Regions from separate parts of the Mus musculus genome. Here all the other regions are linked to region 2. Evidence: chromatin contacts called from public HiChIP or PLAC-seq and Micro-C data. All regions are on one chromosome and are shown on one strand. The core of a region is the stretch at or near the end of the contact, and the rest is flanking DNA. Distances in the headings are between cores, read along the strand shown. Region 1 holds the start of Psmd11 (proteasome (prosome, macropain) 26S subunit, non-ATPase, 11). Region 2 holds the start of Rhot1 (ras homolog family member T1). Region 3 overlaps Crlf3 (cytokine receptor-like factor 3).

Evidence for each region. A called contact is a pair of places that touch in the nucleus more often than the background predicts. HiChIP or PLAC-seq counts read pairs in DNA pulled down with a chosen protein or histone mark.
Region 1: a contact with region 2 is called in a Micro-C map of embryonic stem cells, with 3 times the contacts expected there. The contact joins the promoter of Psmd11 here to the promoter of Rhot1 in region 2. A contact is called at or near these places in 1 of 39 promoter capture datasets (the C10 cell line), 3 of 484 Hi-C or Micro-C datasets (all in embryonic stem cells) and 2 of 9 other capture datasets (adipose tissue and pancreatic islet).
Region 3: a contact with region 2 is called in an H3K4me3 HiChIP or PLAC-seq map of bone marrow-derived macrophages, with 4 times the contacts expected there. The contact joins the enhancer-like site here to the promoter of Rhot1 in region 2. A contact is called at or near these places in 11 of 39 promoter capture datasets (the 3T3-L1 cell line, 3T3-L1-derived adipocytes, the C10 cell line and 5 more), 2 of 484 Hi-C or Micro-C datasets (B cells and embryonic stem cells), 7 of 115 datasets of contacts at active chromatin or transcription factors (the HPC-7 cell line, bone marrow-derived macrophages, effector CD8 T cells and 2 more) and 4 of 9 other capture datasets (adipose tissue, embryonic stem cells, liver and 1 more).

What each region holds. Positions count from the first base shown.
Region 1 is chr11:80,425,202-80,429,956 of GRCm38.p6, forward strand. It overlaps Psmd11 (proteasome (prosome, macropain) 26S subunit, non-ATPase, 11), which reads left to right and starts at 3,414. Exons shown (of 14, transcript NM_178616.3): 1 at 3,414-3,554. The coding sequence starts at 3,464.
Region 2 is chr11:80,205,716-80,210,462 of GRCm38.p6, forward strand. Rhot1 (ras homolog family member T1) reads left to right here and starts at 3,336. Exons shown (of 19, transcript NM_021536.8): 1 at 3,336-3,608. The coding sequence starts at 3,533.
Region 3 is chr11:80,065,968-80,070,428 of GRCm38.p6, forward strand. All of the region lies in intron 1 of Crlf3 (cytokine receptor-like factor 3), which reads right to left. Among named protein-coding and RNA genes, the nearest start is that of Crlf3, 13 kb to the right of the region's middle. Within about 2 kb of position 1,729, at least 89 of the 459 cell types and tissues checked have an H3K27ac peak or open chromatin away from gene starts, as enhancers often do. A contact at or near this core is called in B cells, the HPC-7 cell line, adipose tissue and 3 more, where this site is marked.

The DNA of each region.
Region 1 (4,755 bases), core at 2,164-4,663, 220 kb after region 2:
CTTCTCTTCTCTTCTCTTCTCTCTTCTTCTTCCTCTCTCTCTCTCTCTCTCTCTCTCTCTCTCTCTCTCTCTCTCTCTCTCTTTCTTAGCAGGGTCTCACAGTGTAGCCTGGAACACTCTGTGTAGACAAGGAGGAGGCTTATTTTATATGTGAGTACACTGTTACAGTCCTCAGACACACCAGAAGAGGGCATTAGATCCATTACAGATGGTTGTGAGCCACCATGTGGTTGCTGAAAGTTGAACTCAGGATCATCTCAGCAGTCAGTGTTCTTAACCGCTGGGCCATCTCTTCAGCCCACTAGTGCTGGGATTAAAGGCGTGTGCTCCACCACTGTCAGGCTCTGATATGGTTGCCATGTTTAAGTCCATGAGTAGGAGTAGGAATGCCGACTGTCAGGCAGAAAAGGCGCCCTCTAAAGGAAGGAAGTAAAGAGAATGATGGGCTGCTTACTGAACTGCAGGCGTAAAACATCACTTTTAAAGGAATGATTCAGAAAGCATCTCTGTGTGCTGTTCTTTGAGTTGAAAACCAAGGGCTATAAAGGGAAAAAGTGAGAGTGATGGGGAGTAGGGAAGAAGAGAAAATAAAAAATAAAAAACGAGAACTGAGCAGAGCTGGCAGCAGGAGAGTGCTGAGTGCTGAGATGTGTGGAACAGAGTTCGAGGTACACTGTGGAGCACCAGGAGATCCCAACCAGAGGCTCACAAGCGCTGAAGACTAAATACAACATGTAGAGAGGGTACAAAGCTGAAATTACGACGAACAAAGGACAACTGTAAGAATGCGGGTATGAGGTTTTTTTTTTTTTTTAACATCTTAACAGTCCTGAAAATTGCTGTTTTTTTTTTTTTTTTGTTTGTTTGTTTGTTTTTTCGAGACAGGATTTCTCTGCATAGCCCTGGCTGTCCTCTGTCCTGGAACTCACTCTACTGTAGACCAGGCTGGCCTCGAACTCAGAAATCTGCCTGCCTCTGCCTCAATCCGCCTGCCTCTGCCTCCCGAGTGCTGGGATTAAAGGCGTGCGCCACACACCGCCTAGCGGTTTGTTGTTGTTATTGTTGTTGTTGTTGTTTTAAAAGATTTATTTAGGAGCCGGGCATGGTGGACGCCTTTAATCCTAGCACTGGGGAGGCAGAGGCAGGCGGATTTCTGAGTTCAAGGCCAGCCTGGTCTACAGAATGAGCTCCAGGACAGCCAGAGCTACACAGAGAAACCCTGTCTCGAGGAAAAAAAAAAAGAAAGATTTATTTATTATATTTATATAAGTACATTGTAGTTGTTTTTAGACATACCAGAAGAGGGCATCAGATCTCATTACACATGCTTGTGAGCCACCATGTGGTTGCTGGGTATTGAACTCAGGATCTTAGGAAGAGCAGTCAGTGCTCTTAACCGCTGAGCCATCTCTCTAGCCCCTCTTATCCCTGTTATTCAGATAGGAACGCTAAAGATCAAAGTGAGTAGGAGTCTACAGAAGTCACCATCTACTAGTACCCCGCCTAGAGTTTGGAACAAAAGTAGCATTTCCAAAGCCTGTTGTTCTTAAATTGTACATTCAGGATGATGATACAATTGAATTGGTTAAGAAAAGATACAGAGGCCGGGTGTGGTGGCACACGCCTTTAATCCCAGCACTCGGGAGGCAGAGGCAGGCAGATTTCTGAGTTCGAGGCCATCTGGTCTACAGAGTGAGTTCCAGGATAGCCAGGGCTACACAGAGAAACCCTGTCTCGAAAAACAAACAAACAAACAAGCAAACAAACAAAACAAAACAACAACAAAAAAGAAAGAAAGAAAGAAAGAAAGAAAGGAAGAAAGAGAGAAAGAAAGAGAGAAAGAAAAGATACAGAAGCTGGAGACTGGTTGTGGTGGCACACGCCTTTAATCCCAGCACTTGGGAGGCAGAGGCAGGCGGATTTCTGAGTTCGAGGCCAGCCTGATCTACAAAGTGAGTTCCAGGACAGCCAGGGCTATACAGAGAAACCCTGTCTCAAAAAACCAAAAAAAAAAAAAAAAAAAAAAAGAGACAGAAGCTGGAAGTGCCTTTAATTCTAGCACCTGGGAGAGGAGAAGGGAAGAGGGCACAGATAAGGGTGCTTGCTGCCAAACATGAGTCCCTGAGTTCAATCTCTGGGCTGGCCATGATTGTGAGTACTGACTTCTGCAAGAGTTCCCTTCTCCATGTGCATGCCATGGCATGTGAGTTCCCACAGACAGACAGACATAGAAGTAAAAACTTAAAAACTACAACAACAAATGAATTCAGTATAGTCTCATTAGCTCTCCATCAGATTGAGAAAGAAGGAATGACTTCTTGGGTGAGTGTGTGTGTGTGTGTGTGTGGGGGGGGGGGGATGATCACAGCATTACACCGAAGTTCATGGAATTTCAGAGTTGGGAGAATTTGGAAGCCAGTTTAGTTCACGTGACACAACAAAGTCAGGACTTCTGTTACCAGCATGGTGGGATATTACCCAGATTTCATTAGAAAATGCAAAGGGTGGGAATGTCTTTCCTACCAGGTCTCAGTTCTGTCAGTCACTTTATTCCCTTCAGTTTCCTTAGGTATTAATTAAATATTTTTTCAAAGACTCTTGTTGAGTATTGTTGGACAAATGAAAGGAGACAGGTATAGAGATTGATTAGTCCAGTCATAGAGGAGTATAATGTTGGTTCTACTTAGTTTTTTATACAGCACAGCTATTTAATTTCCAGATTGTCATCAACTTAGAAGGTCTCCCTCTGTATAGGTTTAGCAACATCTTTAGGTTGATCCTTAGTGATAAGAAACATGCTTTTTTCCCCTTTCCCTTGATATCTTCACAGATATCCTATTACAGTTGAAGGAATTGGAGATACGGGAGGAAAATTTTGTTCTATTGTTGAGCTGGAAAGCTGGTATGAGTCAAATGTGAATCTCAAGAACTATTTAGATTGAATGATTGGGTCAAAGATGACTTTCAATCCACAATGTGAAGCTCTGTCCGATGATGGAATGGCTATTTGTGAAAGACAGTGTTCTTTTACATTGGCGATTTCTTCCGTCCTGGAAGGGAGTGTGTGTATGTGTCCTCCCTGCAAAACATCTGAATGAATCTGAACGGTGCTATTCCTGCCACATAATAGGCAATTTGAAAGATCATCTATCGCTATGAGTGACTGGTTACACGGGGATACTATACAAACAGCCAAGCAGCTTTCCTTGAGTACTCAGCCTCTTTTGGAGTGGTGGGGATTAATTTCGGTTTGTCTCTTCAGATGGCCGCGAGATGGCGATGGGGGAGCTCGTTTGTCGCTTGCGGGACGCTCCTGGGCCACCCACGGGGCAGAGAGACTACAACTCCCGGGGTGCTCGGAGAAGGGAGGCGGGGTCTTCTGGTAGGAACGCGAGGGCGGGTCTTCCGGGTGTGTGTTTCCGGCGTCGGCGGCCGCGGCCGGGGACGGTGTGAGAGCGGTAAGATGGCGGCCGCAGCGGTGGTGGAGTTCCAGAGAGCCCAGTCTCTACTCAGCACCGACCGGGAGGCCTCCATCGACATCCTCCACTCCATCGGTAAAGGGCCTGGCGCCGTCCCCGCGGCTCCGCCGTCCCGGCGCGGCCTGTGTGGGTCGGAGGCGGCGGAGAGGGGCCGGGCTAGCCGGCTATGGTGCTGCTGACTCACTGTGTGTGAGGGGGGCCGGGCTGGGGGCGCAGGCCGCTCGGGGACCCCAGGAGCCCCATGGCTTCCAATCGGGCGGGAAGCCCCTAGGCAGCCGGCCCGTCCACCTGCTGCCTGCTGACTCACGGTGGGCGCAGCGCAGCGCAGCGTGGCGAGCGGGCCGGGCCAGGTTCGCTACCCCTCAAGGGTCCCCGATTGTGGCCCGCGCGAGCTGGCCGGGGGCTGAGAGTGGCGGCCCGGGACAGACGGGTCGGAGAGTGTGTTGTTGAGAGGTCCGGGCGACTGCCGCGCAGGACTGACATTTCCCGCCGTTGTTATCAGCACAGGTTGCTCCGGGTGGGAGCGCGAGCGCTTCTCTTGGAGTTTTCTTCCGGGACGCTGGGAGCTGTCGCTTACAGCCAGCCCTCAGCCGCAGCCGCCGGCAGCAGAGGGCCACTTTCTGGGTGTGGGAAGTTGAGGGGTGCCACACGCTTAAGATTGGTATTTGACCGGTGTAGCTTGTGAGCTGAAGTGTCGTCCGAGTGGGACCGCCGGGACAGAGGAGGTGACTCATTTTTCCCAGTAGGGGTTGAAGTTTAGTTCTGAGTTCTGAGAGGCTGTCGTTCAGGGAACTTTTTGGGACCGGCGGGCCGCACATTGCTGGAGAAAAAGAAAAATTTTAATACCATAGCGTGATTGTCTTAAACCGTAGGGCAACAGGAAAGTTGAAGTAGGAACCTCCAGCCGGTCGCTTTCTACTGGGATTCAGGTGTAAATAGAAATAAGTGGTTGATGGCAGAGAAGGCCTTTTAATATTCATTCCTTAAGGGTTCAGTTAGAGAATGAGCTTCCTCCTGTGGTAATGTGAGGTTTTTTTTTTTTTTTTTTTTTTTGGTTTTTTGAGACAGATTTTCTCCATGTAGCCCTGGCTGTCCTGAAACTTACTTTGTAGACCAGGCTGGCCTTGAACTCAGAAATCCGCCTGTCTCTGCCTCCCAAGTGCTGGCGTTAAAGGCGTGTGCCACTATGCCCGCCCGGCGTGAGCTTTCAAATGTAGCCTGGGAGATTCGGATTGGATCAACAAGTTGTTGGTGAATGCAGGTATATGAGGGACTG
Region 2 (4,747 bases), core at 2,086-4,585:
TTATTTTACTTTATTTTATTTTATTTTATTTTATTTTATGTGTGTGGGTTCTTTTGGCTGTGTACTATGTGCATGTTCAGTGCCTTCAGAGGCCAGAAGGCACTACATCACCTGAAACTGGAGCTACAGACCACTGTGAGCAACCATGTGGATGCTGGGAGTCAAACTTGGGTCTTTGCAAGAACAGCCAGTGCTTTTAGCTGCTGATCCATCTCTCTGGCCCGTCTGCTTGGATTTTAAAGTAAGTGTTATTTACAAAGTGCTTCTTCATAGTAACATCTCTGATGTCTTCCCAGATCTTTTTCTCCTTAGATCCCTGCCTAGCAGACTTTTTCCCTTGATAAAAATGTCAAAGCTTTTAGATAGCACACATCTACAATACCATGAAGGCTTCCCTCTCCTGTGGGAGCCCTGCAAAATTTGAATTAATGCTGCTCTCAAATGCAGCGGTGCATCGAGCTCCTTGGGTCATGACCCACTACAGAGTGTGGCTTGAGGTGGCAGTTGCCCAAATGCTTGCTCTTTTTCAAAAGGCCTTTGTGATTAATGATCTGGTCTTTGTGTAACTTTTTTTTTTTTTAAAGAAAAGTTTTGGGCCTTGGAAAATGGCTTAGTGGGTAAAGAAGTAAAGACTTGAGTTCAGATTCTCAGCACCTACATAAAAAGTGCCACGTGTGTGTGCTGACGGTGGAGGGTGCAGGGGTGTAGAGACAGGCAAATCCTGAGTGGCTTGCTGGCCAGGCGGTTTAGCCGTATCAGTGAGTTCTAGCTTTAGTGAGAGACCCTCTCTCAAGCAAAACCAAGGTGGACAGTGATGGAGGAAGGCTTCTGACTTCCAATAGCATGAGAAGGGGTATGTGTTTGCATTAAACACACACACACACATGCACCACACACTAAATAAACACATCTTTTTTTTTTGGTTTTTGTTTTTCAAGAGATGGATTCTCTGTGTAGCCCTGGCTGTCCTAGAACTTGCTCTATAGATCATGCTGGTCTTAACCTCACAGAGATCTGCCAGCCCCTGTCTGTTGAGTGCTGAGATTAATGGCATGGGAGATATCCCCAGCTAAAATTCTGTATGATACATTATTCAGATACAAAGCACAATCTCTGACTTACTGTGATTTGACTATTTATTTATTATTGCTGACCTGTTTTGAGTCAAGGTCTCTTTATGTAGTCTTGGCTGGGATGGAACTATTTTTTTTTCTTTTTTAAAAACATTTTTATTTATTTTATGTATGAGTGCTCTACCTGTATATACACTTGCATGCCAGAAGAAGGCATCAGACCCTGGTATAGATGGTTGTGAAACACCATGTGGTTGCTGGGAGTTGAACTCAGGACCTTTGGAAGAGCAGGCAGTGCTCTTAACCATTGAACCATCTCTCCCAGACCCTGGAGTAGAACTCTTTTAAGAAATCAGCCTGTCTCTGCCTCCTGAGTACTGGGATTAAAGGCACCTGTCACCACTTCCAGCTATATTAAAAAAGAAATCTATAGTAGTGTCAATTGTTTCTCTATCTTTTGGCTAAAATGTATCATAGTGCCAAAGTGATAACATGGTTAATAGAATTGTATTTCACAATTTTTGATGCCTTTCTGGGCTAGTAATAGGCAGGACAGCAGCAGCAAGTGTCTCTCAGCTGTGTGATCAGGAAGATAAACTACTGTGTTATTTAAATGTGGTGCTTGGAAGGTTACTAGATTACTAGATTTCTGTTTATAGTGGGTTTATCTGGTGGTGATTCCATCAGAAAATAGTGGAACATTTAAATATTACTTCATGAGGTTGCTCCAAATATTTATGCAAGGAAGGGTCTGACATCTTCATTTGGTAGAGAAGAAACAGGCAGAGGGGCCATGAGTCCTCTAGAGTCCTGTAATCTTCTTTGCAGCTACCGTCCTAGGGACATCTCCCTGTGAACAAGAGGTGTGCCTTCACCCCCTGTTGTATCACGGAGTGGGGTTTTGTTGCTTGTTTGAGACAGGGTTTCATTGGGTAACTCAGGTTGGCTCTCAACTAGTGGTCCTGCTTCAACCTCTTGAATACTGGGATGGTTTATATCACCACACCAGCTTTCCCAGGCACTTTTTAAGAAAGGGTTTCCTTCTATTTCTGTCTGTCTGTTTTTTTGTTTGTTTGTTTGTTTTTTGAGACAGGATTTCTCTGTATAGCCCTGGCTGTCCTGGAACTCACTTTGTAGACCAGGCTGGCCTCGAACTCAGAAATCTCCTGCCTTTGCCTCCCAAGTGCTGGAATTAAAGACGTGTGCCACCACCGCCTGGTGGGCATGAAATATCTATGTGTGGATAAGAATAGCTTTGATGGCTTAATCTTCTTGCCACCACCACTTTCAGGTTTGAAATACCATGGCTCCTTAGGTCTCACCCTAAAGCCCAGGCTGGCCTCAGATTCATGGCAATCCTTCTACTTCATCTTCCCAGATGCTGGGATTACAGGCATGAGCTATCACGCCCTACTTTTTTTTTTTTTTTTTTTTTTTGGTTTTTCGAGACAGGGTTCCTCTGTGTAGCCCTGGCTGTCCTGGAACTCACTTTGTAGACCAGTCTGGCCTCGAACTCAGAAATCTGCCTGCCTCTGCCTCCCCGGTGCAGGGATCAAAGGCGTGCGCCACCATGAAAAAAAAGCCCGGTTGTCGGCCTTTTTTTTTTTTTAAGCAATTTCTTGGGCTGTGATATAGTCTCGGGTAAAAGTGCTTTCTGTTCAGGCCTGATGACCTGAGTTTGACCCCTGGATCCAAAGTGCCTCTAAGAGCTGGCTTGTGCCATAATGTCAGCCAAGTACCAATTCTTGAGGACTGTCCTCTGACCGCCACATACTCACCATGGAAGATACTCAAACGCACGTGTCATACACAAATATACAGAATAATACATTTTGAGGGGGGGAAAACAGGTGATGGGCTCTGGGGAGTGTTCACACCCTGGGAGCCAGTAACCTTGTTCAATAAAGCATTTTTGAAAGGTAAGTCCAACAGTGTGAACACAGCTGAAAACCAGGTAGGCAGGTCTCTTGCCCTCCTGGACATTATCGTTTAGTGAAGAAATCTCCGATTCACGACCAAGCTCCTGCTGCGTGACCCTGGACTCTTCTGTTCTTGTTCTGTAAAACAAGTGGGCTCTGACTGTTCTGACCAAGGAATCTGTCACTTACATCCTCTGGCAGTGTTCAGACTGTGGCAGGCAAACCTCCGGGGTTTTGCGCTACCGTCTGCCTTCCTGCAGGGGCGCTGTTCAAGATACGAGAGCGTTGAGGTTCCGAAAGCTCTTGTCCCTCGCCGCCCGCCGTCGTCCTCGCCGCCGCCGCCGCCCGCGTCCGCGGAGCCGGAGGAGGCGGAGCTGGCTTGCCCCGGCTCCCAAGCGGAGCGGTAGAGGAGGAGTCGGTGCGGCAGGTCCTGGCGGCCGAGATTCGGGCGCAGAGGCCGCTAAGGCTGGCAGGGAGCGGCGGTATCGCGGGGAGAGCGGCGCCACGGGCTGGACGCTCCCGGCGTGAGGCGTGCGCTCCATGCGTGCGGGCCGAGTGCGGCCCCTGCGAGCCTCCGACATGAAGAAAGACGTGAGGATCCTGCTGGTGGGAGAACGTGAGTCCGCGCCCTGCCCGGCCTCGCAGCCCGGGTGCCCTCTCCAAGCCTGCCAGCCCCTTTGCTCTTCCCTACCGTGGCCCTCTGCTCCTCGCAGGCCTTGTCCCCCTTCAGTCCCTAACGCCCGGTCCTCTCGCTGCGAAAGCTGTCGCCGTCGCCACCACCTCCTCGAGTTCTTTCCTCTTGGGCCTCAGCGTTTGTCGGGCCACCTCCCGTCCGACCCTCTGGTCGCCTGTCAGTCACTCATTGCCAGGCAGATGTTGGAACAGGCAGACTGAGCACTTGGGACTGCGGGAACCGGCTGGCGGGGGACACTAGGGGGAGGAGGAGTGCAGAAGTAGTCGACTTGGGAGCAAGGTCAGGTCTCTGGAATTTTTTTTTTTTTTTTTTTTCACTTGCTGCCTTCACTGCTACTGTGCATGGGCATTAAGAGAGAGCGTTGGCTTGCTTGAGTAAGTAGCTCAGTAGTAGAATTCTAGCATGCATAAAAACCTGGATTCAGTCTCCAGCACCAAGAAGAAAAAAAAGAGCTTAAGATAGCGGGATTTTTTAAAAATTAGATTTTTTTTTTTTTTTTTTTGCCGTACTTGTGTCGAACAAACTCCTTCAAGTTAATAATATGAGTATTGAGTGAACGATACTTAACTAGGGAGGGATCTTTAGATGGGGCGATTGTTACCCTAAAAGTCTTAATTTTCGCTCCTTGTTAGACATTCCATAGTTCTGTAGTAGTTCTTTTAATAAGAGCAGGCATATAGGGCTTCCGAACAGGCACATGTTCCCATGCTCTTTAAAGATAGATCTCACTTTTTTCCTGGTAAAGAAGACAAAACAACAAAAACAACGCTTTTGCTGGCTGATAGGAATGCAGTATAGAGCAGGGATTTCTGATCTTACTGCGAGGTACATGACTTAATCATGGCAACTAAGTTAAAAAGAGGGGTTCATTAGTTCATGTTTTGCCATTGCTGATTTGAAGCATTCTATTATAAACCACTCAATTATATCTTTAAGTAGCCTCTCTAGGTCGCTGTGATACATTCCTAAGGAGGAAAGTGTACATATTAAGAAAAAAAAAACAATTTTGGGGGGGTGGGGTAGGGTGTGCTCTTAGGGCCCAGACAGAGCAAGTCAGATCC
Region 3 (4,461 bases), core at 479-2,978, 140 kb before region 2:
CCGATAACTGGATCGAGTTGTGATTATGAAATGTTCTTTGCAAAGGGATTCTGTGTGCTCCCTGCTAACTCAGACTACAGGGTTGAGACCAACTGAACACAGCTTAGGAGGAGTAGGAGGGACATACGCTCAGAACTCTCACTTGTCACAGGCACATTGGTGAGTCTGCCCACATTTTAGATGCACTGTCCTCGGTCCACAGAGCCAAGTTTAAAAATCTTTGTGCTAGGAGTTATAACAGAAAAGTCTTTGCATCTCACATATATTCTGAAAGCAAATAAGCTGTTTGTAGTCACCAGATGTTTAATAAAATGTAATGGGCTGGGCATGGTGGCGCACGCCTTTAATCCCAGCACTTGGGAGGCAGAGGCAGGTGGATTTCTGAGTTCGAGGCCAGCCTGGTCTACAAAGTGAGTTCCAGGACAGCCAGGGCTATACAGAGAAACCCCGTCTTCAAAACAAAACAAAACAACAACAACAAAAATGTAATGGATAGGGGCTGGAGAGATGGCTCAGCGGTTAAGAGCACTGATTGCTCTCCTGAAGGTCCTGAGTTCAAATCCCAGCAACCACATGGTGGCTCACAACCACCCATAATGAGATCTGGCGCCCTCTTCTGGAGTGTCTGAGGACAGCTACATTGTACTTAGATATAATAAATAAATAAATCTTTTTAAAAAAATGTAATGGATAAAACACAGTCCATTTCCTCTCAAATACTAACTATAAGTGGGACAGTTCAAACACACGACCTGGGATATGACTCAGGAGTGTAAGCATCTAGATTCAATCTCCAGCAGTAAAGGTGCATACCTTTAATCCGAGCACTTGGGAGGCAGAGGCAGGCAGATTTCTGAGTTCGAGGCCAGCCTGGTCTACAAAATGAGTTCCAGGACAGCCAGGGCTATAAAGAGAAACCCTGTCTCAAAAACCAAAAAAACCAAAACCAAAACCAAAAAAAGAGCTCCCAAAGCCATCATTTTGTTTTACAAACAATAGTAGTTTTATGATCTATTATATACTATTCTAACTCTTAATCCTCTTGCCAGCTTTCTCTTGACTGGAATATTAACATGTGTACACACACACACACACACACACACATACACACACATACACCTACCAAAAATGAATAATATATACATATACGTGTGTGTATGTGTGTGTGTGTGTGTGTGTCAGCACAAGCCCTTAATCCAGCACTTTGGAAGCAGAGGTAGGTGGATCTCTGAGTTCAAGGCCAGCCCGGTTTACAGAGCTAATTCCAGAATAGGTTACACAGAGAAACCCTATCTCGAAAAACCAAAAAATAAACTAAAAAACTACAGAAAGAAAGTCTTATGACTTTTATATTGTTAGCAATGCACAGTGTCAGGCTCTAGACCTGATGCATTTGTTTGTTATTTTGAAAGTCAATATCTCATGGATACCAAGCCTCAATCTCATTGTAGTTCAAGAGGATCCTGAACTTCTGATCTTTCTTCTTTCACCCCTCCAAACTACAGGTAGGTCCCCCCATGTCCAGCTTCAAGCATAGTGGGCAAATACTCTCCCAACTGAGCTACATCTCAGGCCCAGCCCCAGAACCTGAATTTTTTAAGACCATGGTTGATTTATAAATGCAATATAGGTAGAATAAAGTCCACTGTGCCACATTTCAGACCTTCCTCTAAGAGGAAACTCTGCACTTGAGCACTGAACCAGCAAGGCCCTGCCTGGCTCTTTAACGGATACAGCATATGCAGGAAGTGCCCTGGTTAGGTAAAGTCAATTTCCTCTTTAGAAAGAATTCAGAAGCTCCCTCAGAAATTGCAAGCCCGTGTTATTTTGTTGGTTTTGTCTGACAACCTTAGGGAAAGAGGAAATATGTCAACATTAGTGAGGACTGTGGAGGGAAGCCTCCACTTCCAAACCTGCCCCCCAGGCGCTCGCCGGGCATGCATGTGGTGTCTGTTGTTCACAGAACACCAACCACTGCCTTTTCAAACCTCCTTGGTTTTCCCTTAGATCATTTTCTTCTTCCAAAAAATAGCTCACAGTTTAAAGCTCAGTCAACATTAATCTAACCATAGTAATCAAGTATCAAGTTTTTTGGCTTTATGAAAACAGTTCACTGATGAGTCTCCCAGTTTGAGGTAGGCTAATGTGTTTCCTCTTATCTGACTACAGCATCATACCTGCACAGTCTACAATGGAGGGAAAAAAACTCAAGACTTCCCTGTGCCCCACATCTGAGTCCAGGAGCCATGTTCTTGCTACCGAGGTGATTTTGACTTACAGATGTGATTTTAACAAGTTCCAAGCAAGATGGCACACTTCTGTAATCCAAACACTCAAACGTAGAGGCAAGAGCCAGAGATCTATTGAATAAGTTCCAGACTAGCCAGTGCTATACTAGGAAACAATGCCGATAGTTCTAGGCCAGCCAAGAGAGAGAGAAAGTATAAATGGCAGGCAACTTAAGGACTCCAGGAGGAAACTGTAATTTATACAGTTTATATTCGTCAGTCATATTCTGAACTCCTACTGAAACCTCCAGTGTGACAAGATCATTAAAACTTTTCTTTTCTCTTCTCTTCTCTTCCTTTCTCTCTTTCTCTTTCTCTCTCTCTCTCTAGCCCTAGCTGTCCCGGAGCTCACAGAGATTTATCTGCCTGCCTCTGCCTCCTCAGTGCTGGATTAAAAGTTTGCTGTCACCGGCCATCCTTGCAAGATTATTAAAAGTGACAAGATTATTTAAGCTCACTGTTTAACCTTTTGAAGGTAACAGGATGATGAGCTCACAAAATACTATCCATTGATACAAGACAACACACAACTGAACTACTTTCCTCAGAGTTTAGTTATCAAAAGGTCATAAAGTTGGGGCTGGAGAGATTGCTCAGCAGTTAAGAACACTGGCTGGTCTTCCAGTGGACCCAGGCTTAATTCCCAGCATCTACATGGTAGCTCACAAGGCTATAACTCCAGCTGCTGAGTATCTGACACCTTCACACAGCTATACATGCAGGCAAAACACCAATGCACATAAAATAAATAAGTCATTTAAAAAGATCATACAATGTATTTTTTAAAGATTGATTTATCGCCGGGCAGTGGTGGCCCATGCCTTTAATCCCAGCACTTGGGAGACAGAGGCAGGTGGATTTCTGAGTTCGAGGCCAGCCTGGTCTACAGAGTGAGTTCCAGGACAGCCAGGGCTACACAGAGAAACCCTGTCTCAAAAAAGCAAAAAACAAACAAACAAAAAAAGAGATTTATTTATTTATTTTATGTATCTGAGTACACTGTAGCTGTCTTCAGACACATCAGAAGAGGACGTCAGATCCCATTACAGATGGTTGTGAGCCACCATGTGGTTGCTGGGAATTGAACTCAGGACCTCTGGAAGAACAGCCAATACTCTTAACCCCTGAGCCATCTCCCCAGCCCCTATAAAATGTATTTAAACCTTAATTAAGACCACACCTTTAGGGCTGGTGAGATGGCTCAGTGGGTTAGAGCACCCGACTGCTCTTCCGAAGGTCCAGAGTTCAAATCCCAGCAACCACATGGTGGCTCACAACCATCCGTAACGAGATCTAAAGACAGCTACAGTGTACTTACATATAATAAATAAATAAAACCTTTAAAAAAAAAAAAAAAAAAGACCACACCTTTAATCCTAGCACTCAGGAGGCAGAGTCAGGTGTGATTAGACAGTGTCTCACTAAGTAGCCTTGGCCTGGAACTCATTATGTAGCCCAGGCTACCCTTATACTCCCAGGAATCCTCCCTCCTCAGCTTTAGTGATAAGATTATGAATGTGCTGCACCAAAGAACTAACAGCTTCTAACCTGCTGAACTTTTGCAGTTTATTATACAGCAGGAGATAATCAAACAGCATGGTGAGACAGATGATTAACTCTAGATTAACTGCATTAATGAAGAAAATGCACATCATCAAGATTACAATCTAAGAAGAATCTCTGCAAAACTACACCCACACATTCACAAAGGCTTTCATTTACATGTTTACTGAGTTGATTATGTGCCAGGAATCTGGATTGTAAAAACGATTAAGGCGGGGCTGGAGAGCTGGCTCAGTGGTTAAGAGCACTGGCTGCTCTTCCAAAGGACCCAGATTTAATGCCCAGCAACCACATGGCAGCTGTGTGAGCATACCTGTCTGTAACCCCAGTTTCAGGGGATCTGATACCGTCACATAGACAAAAATGCAGGCAAAACACAATGCACATAAAAGCTAATTAATTAATTAAAATCACCCCAAAACAAAACAATAAATATGTCATGATCTTGACCTTAAAGAACTCATTCTCTGGACATGGTGGCATATCACTCACAAGCACAGCATTCAAGAGCCTGGGGCGGGAACACCTCAAGTTTCAAGCCAGCCTACAAAACAAAACCTTTCATTTTGGAAAAGGAGGCAGAAGGTTTTGCACACTAGTAACTGTAATA